Regions from separate parts of the Mus musculus genome. Here region 2 is linked to region 1. The links are chromatin contacts, called in public HiChIP or PLAC-seq maps. All regions are on one chromosome and are shown on one strand. The core of a region is the stretch at or near the end of the contact, and the rest is flanking DNA. Distances in the headings are between cores, read along the strand shown. Region 1 overlaps Pikfyve (phosphoinositide kinase, FYVE type zinc finger containing). Region 2 holds the start of Kansl1l (KAT8 regulatory NSL complex subunit 1-like).

What was found. HiChIP or PLAC-seq counts read pairs in DNA pulled down with a chosen protein or histone mark.
Region 2: a contact with region 1 is called in an H3K4me3 HiChIP or PLAC-seq map of bone marrow-derived macrophages, with 5 times the contacts expected there. The contact joins the promoter of Kansl1l here to the enhancer-like site in region 1. A contact is called at or near these places in 6 of 39 promoter capture datasets (the 3T3-L1 cell line, cranial neural crest, frontonasal cranial neural crest and 3 more) and 8 of 115 datasets of contacts at active chromatin or transcription factors (acute myeloid leukemia, bone marrow-derived macrophages, embryonic forebrain and 5 more).

Annotation. Positions count from the first base shown.
Region 1 is chr1:65,243,876-65,247,925 of GRCm38.p6, reverse strand. It overlaps Pikfyve (phosphoinositide kinase, FYVE type zinc finger containing), which reads right to left. Exons shown (of 42, transcript NM_001310624.1): 18 at 3,390-3,530; 19 at 2,090-2,216; 20 at 708-1,864. Among named protein-coding and RNA genes, the nearest start is that of Pikfyve, 59 kb to the right of the region's middle. Within about 2 kb of position 2,040, at least 19 of the 459 cell types and tissues checked have an H3K27ac peak or open chromatin away from gene starts, as enhancers often do. A contact at or near this core is called in bone marrow-derived macrophages, where this site is marked.
Region 2 is chr1:66,815,723-66,819,772 of GRCm38.p6, reverse strand. Kansl1l (KAT8 regulatory NSL complex subunit 1-like) reads left to right here and starts at 2,178. Exons shown (of 15, transcript NM_001122738.1): 1 at 2,178-2,399.

The DNA.
Region 1 (4,050 bases), core at 791-3,290:
TTCCATAAGCTGTCTTTTTGTCGGAGTGTGTCACCACGGAAAGAAAGAAAGAAAGAAAGAAAGAAAGAAAGAAAGAGAGAGAGAGAGAGAGAGAGAGAGAGAGAGAGAGAGAGAGAGGAGAGAGGAGAGAGAGAGGAGAGAAAGAGAAAGAAAGAAGAAGAAGAAGGAGGAGGAGGAGGAGGAGGAGGAGGAGGAGGAGGAGGAGGAAGAAGAAGAGGAGGGAGGGAGGGAGGGAGGGAGGGAGGGAGGGAGGAAGGAAGGAAGGAAGGAAGGAAGGAAGGAAGGAAGGAAGGAAGGAAGGAGAGGGAGAGGAAGAAGAAGAGGGAGAGGAAGAAGAGGGAGAGAGGAAAAGAAACTAAAACAAAAACATGACCTATCTTAAAGCAATGAAAAAGTCAAGAGCTACATCATCACACTTAAGCAATACAGACAGAAACTTAAAACAACTACACACTTTCCCTTAGTTCAAGCCCTTCCTACTTTACTACAAGTGCATATTAAAATCCAAAATCCCAGTTTTGTTGCCTTATGACTCTACTTTTCTACTTCATATATAAGCCACCAGACTCAAGAAGAAGAAAGGAAATAAACAAAAGAATAAATATTTTAAAAGTCTGCATGCAATTTGTCATATTGTTTTTTTTAAAAATCTTGCCTCAGTAATTTTTCAACAGACAAAACATTCTAATCTTACCCAGACGTCCTACCTTTGTTGGCCATATTACATCACTTGGAATCAATCCCCTCTCTTCATCACTCTCAGTTTTGTTTCCTGATTTGCCACCTGAAGTACATGATGCATCTTTTGAATGGACAAAGGGGTCCAAATGTTTTGACTGAATTCTTCCTCCTCTAGCTCGATAATCAGCTAGCATTCTACCCAAGGTCTGGCTGTCACCCAGATGTTCAGCAATCCTGGTGCTCACTAGCTCATGTGAGGGTAAGACTTGAATAGACTTGGCCTGAACACTGCCATTCATGCCCTGAAGTCCAGAGAGATCCCTGAGCAGCTGTTTCTTCCTCCTGCTCTCCATTTCCTTCACCTCTTTGTTGAGAAGAGGAGACCAGTAAATCTGCTCTGGAAAATAATCTCGAGTTGAGCATCTCATCCCCTTTTCAGTTAAAAGGAAAGGTTCACGGAATGTAATAACTGGAGAGATACAGAGGATTACATCTTTTAACTCCTGTTTAAATGTCAAGGCATAAGTCTTTCGTTGATCTTCAGAGGAGGTGACTTCCTCAGTAACGTACATTCCAGTGTCATCCTGTAAAGGGTCTCTAAAAGCTTTCATCTGGCTTTTGGGATCCTGTTGCTCATCCGTTTGCTGTGAAGTCTCTGGCTGTTCATTTCCTACGGCATCCTGTTGATCCATATGGAGAGGCAACAATGACTCTGGTACCAATGCAAAAAGAGCACAGGGAATACCTGCTGGGCAAGTGGGGGTGGTATAATCTTGATGCTTCAAAGAGGCAACAGCTTGTGGAATACTTTTATTGTCTAGTTCACCCTTCTCTAGCACAGTCCTTGATTCCAACAAAGTGCTATCCTCAGAAGACAGGGCCTCACGAGGGCACTCAGGATCCTGAGGAAGGGAGCTGCCACTGACCTGCTCCTGAGAGGCTCCCTCTTCACCTCGTCCCTCCGTCAGAAGATGGAATGAAGGGCTTTGCATTAATGTTGGAGGCATAGCGAACTCATCCATGAGAAAAGAGATTTCTAGCTGAGAATGATAAGCTACACAGATCATAAATATTAGGATCTCCTTAACTCGAGCCAGCTCATAATCAGAGCCTCCTCTGAGCTTGATTGTGCAGCCTAGATGCTGTGGACAGCCTTCAAAAAACATCAGTGTTTTGGTTTGTTCTACAAATAAATAAATAAAAATGAAGAGACTTAGATGACCAAACAATTTACTACCCACAAAAAAGAAAAACCATATGTGAATAAAGCCACCTGAAACATCTCCCACTTAACCAGTGCTAACAGATATTAACACTTGCTGAATAAACAATGATACAGTTAACTCAGAGATGACTCACTTCTCCTTGAGGTCCCTAACTGAGTGATTATATGCTTAAGATGACTCACCATTAGGCAGCTGAAATATCTGCATATAAAATTTGTGGCAAGTGCCCAAGTGGGGTTTGGTGAGCAGCTGGTCCATGGACACCACTAAATCACCTTGGGTCATTCGACTGATTCTTTCTAAAACTTGCTACAAAACAGAAAAACACTGTATTACAAAATTAAATTAGCTATGAATAAAAATCTCAATAACATGGAAAAGTACATTAAGTATTAAACAAAATAATGTTCACAATCAACTTCTTTAATTTTAATAAATCAATCGCTTGACAACTTGTTTATTCTACACTTGGCCAAATTTACTTGCTAAATAATCAATGTGTAGCCCCAAAAAGAAACCATGGTCATGGTACTCTTATCAAAACATGGGTGTGGCATGGTGGTTCACTTGTATAACTCCAGCACTTAGGAAGCAGAGGCAGGAGGATTAGTGCAAGTTTGAGGTCAGCCTGGTTTAATAACTGAGTTCCAGACCTGCCAGAAATACAATGTGAAACTACATTATTTTTACTCTTACTTTATTTTGTTATTGTCTTTTGTTAAAAGAGCATTTGGATAGCATGTCTTAGCTATGACATGATGTTACGATGGGAAAACAAATAAAAATCAGTTTCCTTAAAAGTGACCTCTGTTTTACAGAATGAAGCACAAATGCTGATGGGTCATGTCCATTCCACCTTTGGTCTCAAAAACACCCAAAAGAATAGCTACCTGCTCCTAGAAATATGCCACTAGCCTTGGATGACAGCCCCCACTGAATACATCCTTTTAGAATTATTACACTTTGATGATTTATAATGATGTTACCTGTTCTGTTTGTGATTCACTGAATACATAGTTTCAGAGTTGTAATGCTTGGATGATTTTTGTGCTTTTCTGTGCCAAATGATTTTTGTTGGTTATTTATGACTGTTTCACTGGATATAGTTTCTAAGAGATGTAATGTTTGGTTTTTTAATGTATAAAATCCCCTGCTTGAGAGCTGCAAAATACACTGAGATTCAAACTGCCTCTGTGTTTGTTTCTGTTTGTCACCACCAAATCCTTACCCACCTAGCTTCGAGGATCCCTCATTCCAGGGACCCACATACCCGACTGGGGTGGCCTATGGCAGTTAAGTTACACTGTCTTCTGTCTTCCAGTGTGAGTCCACAGTTGTAATAATGTAGCTACTACACCTGGGTCCCACTTCCACATAAGTGCTACATCAAATAAAAATATTGCTGCATACCTACCATACATGCATATTAATTTAAAAGCCATGATTTTATAAATGAGTAAAAAAAGACAAATAAACACTCACTGACTTTACATTAATGACCAGAGTAATGCCATGTTCCAGTAACATGTCCTGAGCAATCCGAGACACTGTTTTCTCAACAAGAACCAATGTGGGTCGAACATCAACTATTCGTTGAACATAATTCTTCAAGAATTCCCTTTCCTAAGTAAGATAAACCAGAAATACAAAACCTGGTATAATTCAAGATTCTGATATATTAAAGTATCATGACAGCCTGACTATTAATATCAATATTCAGTCTATAGTCTTTCATTCACAAATAAGTCTGTAACAAATTCAAATGCAACAAAAAATTTTAATTATAGTTCTCAAGTATACATTTTACTTAAAAGTTTTAGGAAAAGTTTCACCCTCTAATAAATTTTATTTTGAAAGATTTTCAGGCCCTAACAATCTACAGTCTGCTGTAGACACTTGGTGAGGGAGAAATAGCAACTATACATTCTCAATTTCTCCCTTTATTTTTCTCGAAGTACATTAACTTCCTAATCTGCTTACTAAATTTTAATTCAAGGACATCTGAAATTATTTTCTTTGTGCAGCTCCAATAAAACACAATTATTCTGAAACCAAACGTGGTTAAGTCATACTTATAATTTCAGAATTTGAAAGGCCAAGTTACTTACAAGTCCAGGGCAGCCCAGGCTATATAAGGTTCTAT
Region 2 (4,050 bases), core at 929-3,428, 1.6 Mb before region 1:
ACTTTTCCTTATTACTTTTGAAGTATCATGAAATTGAATGTAAAAGGAAAAGGAAAGTGTTACATACATGATGGTTTCATATTTTGCTATATCTATGTAAGGTCTACATAGTCTGGCAGACTGAGGCTAGCTATAAGATGCAAGGATTACCCCAGTGTTGGAAAACAACCTATTTCCTACCGTGTTTGATGAACAAATGAGATACTACAGTTAAAAGCTTGTTGTAGATTTCTATGAATTTTGCAAAGTTTACTATGCTTTGCAAATATAAGCACCCTGCTGCTCTGTCCCCCTTATGAGTATAAATATCACCACAAAATATGTTTTCAGTACACATTTGGTTAACTTACAAGGATTTTGCTTTGGTAATAAGCAATTACTTCACAGGGACAAAGTAACCTTTTTTTTTTTGTTTTTGTTTTGTTTTTTTGGAGACAGGGTTTCTCTGTATGTATAGCCCTGGCTGTCCTGGAACTCACTTTGTAGACTAGGCAGGCCTCGAACTCAGAAATCCACCTGCCTCTGCCTCCCAGGTGCTGGCATTAAAGGCGTGCACCACCACACCTGGCTTGACAAAGTAACCTGTAGGCTCCATAATTACCCCAGCTTTAAATTTGAATTCCTTGTCAGTCATTACTCTGCTAGATACTGAGTGTAGGGCCTCCTTCACCCATGCTAGGCAAGCGCCCTCTCTTGTCTATGATTTAACAATGTAAGAGACAGTGTTGTTTTCTGCTCCAATAGTTGGATGCATATCATCTCCACCTAAGGGTACTGCTTTCTAAGTTATTCATGCCTTCCTCCCATTTTTTTTTTTTTTGTGAAGCCTTTAAAATGAATGCCCAGGTGAATACAGGATCTTAGAACTGCTTGATCACCGTTGACTTCTCAAACGGCTATACATCCACTGTGCAGTTTTGTTTTGGGTTTAGACACAGTCTCAGTATGTCGCTATGATTATCCTGGACCTAACCACTAGACTAGGCTGGCCCACCTGTGCCTGGGATTAAAGGTTTGTACCATCACTCCAGACCCTACCACATTCTTTAAGTGTTTTACCCATCCCTTTAAATATGACAAATATCCAGTGTTTACTTTTTCCTCCAACACACTGTTAGTCCATGATTTTTAATTGAATGAAGGCAAATCTATTTTCTGGACTGCCCATCCTTGACCCATATTGAGCAATTATTGTTCTGAGTAATTTTTATAACCATTTTCCCTACTGTAGGCAGTTTATCATAAAAATTATTTCAGCTATTTATTCATGTACTAGAAAAAGAAAGAACAGTTAATTTTCCAACTCTGGTAATGTCTTAAGTATTGCTTCTTTATGACTTCAATTCTATACACTCCTGCCTGTAAGCCCTTCCAAATAAATAAGGTAGAAGTGATATATCGATCTAAAAATTCTAGTGCCTTTTCACTTCCTACAGCATTCTAGTGAAAATCTGCTTAGCAAAGCGTCTAATCTATTATCTAAGGAGCTATATTTAGGCTATCGTTTTTTTCTCAAGCATCAAGTTCAAGCCTGGGGAAATGCCCGGGTGCGTTTAACGGTGGTGAGCTGCGAGCTGCGAGCTGGGCCAGGTGCAAGACTCGCTCGCAGAGATGTTTCTGTCTCTAGCCAACTGTTTCCATTAAAATCCCGCTGGTCTGCGCTACCTCAGAGTTAACTGCAGAGCTCCTTAATCATAAGCTAACTCAAATGTATCCATGGCAGGTCTGCCACCTATTTTAAGGTCCTCAGAGGTCCGACAGAGCATGACTCGGGATCGAGCCTCTGGGACCCATAGAAGCAAAAGGTTGGAGCGTTGAGGGCTGCTTAACCCTCGGCCTGGCCAGGACGGCCCTGCCCGCCCGGAGTTTCCAGGTCTTATTTTCCTGTAACAGACCTAAAGAAACCGCAGCGCCCCGCAGCACGGCCGGCGGGGTGACTTTTGCGGGCTGGCACCGGGGTGGAGAGAGCGCGGGACAACGGCGGCGCGGAACGCACTGGGAGCCGGCAGAGTTCGGCCACCGCGCTCAGGCTGCTTTCAGAACGCTCCCAGCGGCTTCCGCGGGCCCCGCCCCCGCCGGGGTTTCCCCGCCGCCCGTCTCATTTGCATGGCGCGCCCCTCCCCCGCTGCCATTGGCCGGCGCCGGGCCCCGCCCTCCCCCACTCCCCTCCCTCCGCCGTAGGGTTCCGTCCCCCGAGCGCCCGGAGCTGCGGGCAGCGGGCGGACTGTTAAACCGCGGCGGCGGCGTCAGCCGGGGCGGGAGCGGGGCGCGCTCTGGAGACGAGTCGGCGGCGCCCCGGGTGGGGGGAGGCGGGCGGACAGCTAGAGATCGCCTCGGCGGCCCCCACCACGGCCGGACCGAAGGTGCGGCGGCGGAGGGCAGCCAGGGCGCCCCAGCAGGCGAGTGGCCGGCGTCGCAGCGGCGGGCTGAGGGGGGTGGGTCTCCTCGGCGGGGGACGGCGGCGGCGCGGGGCGGGAAAGAGCGGAGAAGACCGCCGGGTGGACTCGCGGGCTCGGCGTCCGCCGGGCAGCCCCCTTTGCACCCCGAACCCTGCTTGCCGTTGGACTGCGGGCCCCGGCACAAGACCGTGCTTTGGGGCAGGGGTCGGACCGCAGCCAAATTTAAACGGCTAAACCTAACAGCCTTGGCAGACACGGCGGGGAGGGGAGGGCGGGGCAGGGGGCGGGCCTGGATTCGAGTCACGTGGGGATGGGGCGGGGCTTGGCAGGCCTCCCTTTTGTTTTGGCTGGCGCGTGCGCAGAAGGCGGAACACGTGGTTTTTCTTGGGCACGCCCTCTCCCTCCCCCCCCCCCCGCCCCCCGCAAGGCTGGAGCAGCGGCGCCTGTCCTGGGGGTGTGGGGCGCTCTGTGGGAAGCTTTCCGTAACGCTGAGCTTGGCTGGCCAGCGGCGACATTAATTTCTTCTTATTTGGGGCCGTTATGGATTTGGCCTTTAGAATTGTTTGGGGTGGAAGGGAGTGTTGTGGTTTATTGAAAGGTAACCGGTCCGAGTTGGTGTTGCTGCTTGTGCCCAAGAGGGGAGAGGGCTAGCTTTAAAAAAAGAAACAGCGTTTGGTAAGGAGAAATAAATGCAGGACGGTGTTGTGTGGTCCCAAATCGGGGAAGGAGCTGTTGGGATCTGCCTTGCGAGGAGCGGGCGCTGCGTGGGCGTCCTCGGTACCCCCGCAGAAGGCGCGGTGGCGGTTCCCTGTCCTCGCTGTTCCCATCGCGGGTTCCCGGGAGACTGGAGTTGTGGGAGTCACCTTCTGGCTTTGATTCCCCCAGCTTGGACGCAGAATGTGCCGGAGAGACTAAGAAAGATTGGCCGCCGCCGCCGCCTTTAATAGTTTAACTTTGTGTTTGTAGAAAGGTTTTTAAATCCTGATTGGATAGGGCAAGTTTGATAGCAACATAACTTCCCCGAAACTGTTCCTGAGCACAGCTGGCAAAACAGGCAGGATTTGAGGGTAGAAGTAGTTCTAAAAATAATTCGACAGTGGAGGGGGAAAAGCGCAGGTGTGGAACGCAGACTGTTTAGTAATGCCGGGGGTTGATTTCTGCGGTTTCCAGAGAGCTAACTAGCCGTTTCCTTGGGCAAGTCACAGCCTTGCTGATACATCTGTTTCCTCTGGAAAACCGTTTCGTAATACAGTTCCTGCCTTAAAAGAGTGTAATGAAGATCACGTGCCTTGTGTTAGTGAGCATAAATCACCACGTAATGTGGTGGTGTAACATAACGTCAGTTTTTAACAAAGCTAGCATATTTTTGGAATTTTAAGAATAAGCCGTGAAGTAAGATATTTGATTTTCGCCAGATCTGTTGCACTTTTTGTGTTGTTTCTGGCCATGTAACCAGGCTGGCCTCCGGACTTGCTGTGTAATCCAGGTCCCCTTTAGAGCTGACCTAGGAACGTGTGCCTAACTGCTGTAACTTTAAGTTTCTCTTCACGGTTTGAAAGATCACTGTCAAGGTCTGCTATCACTTCTTATCTATGTATAATTTTCCCTAAAACTGGAGAGCATGCGTTTTCAGTTAATTTAAAAGTAGAAA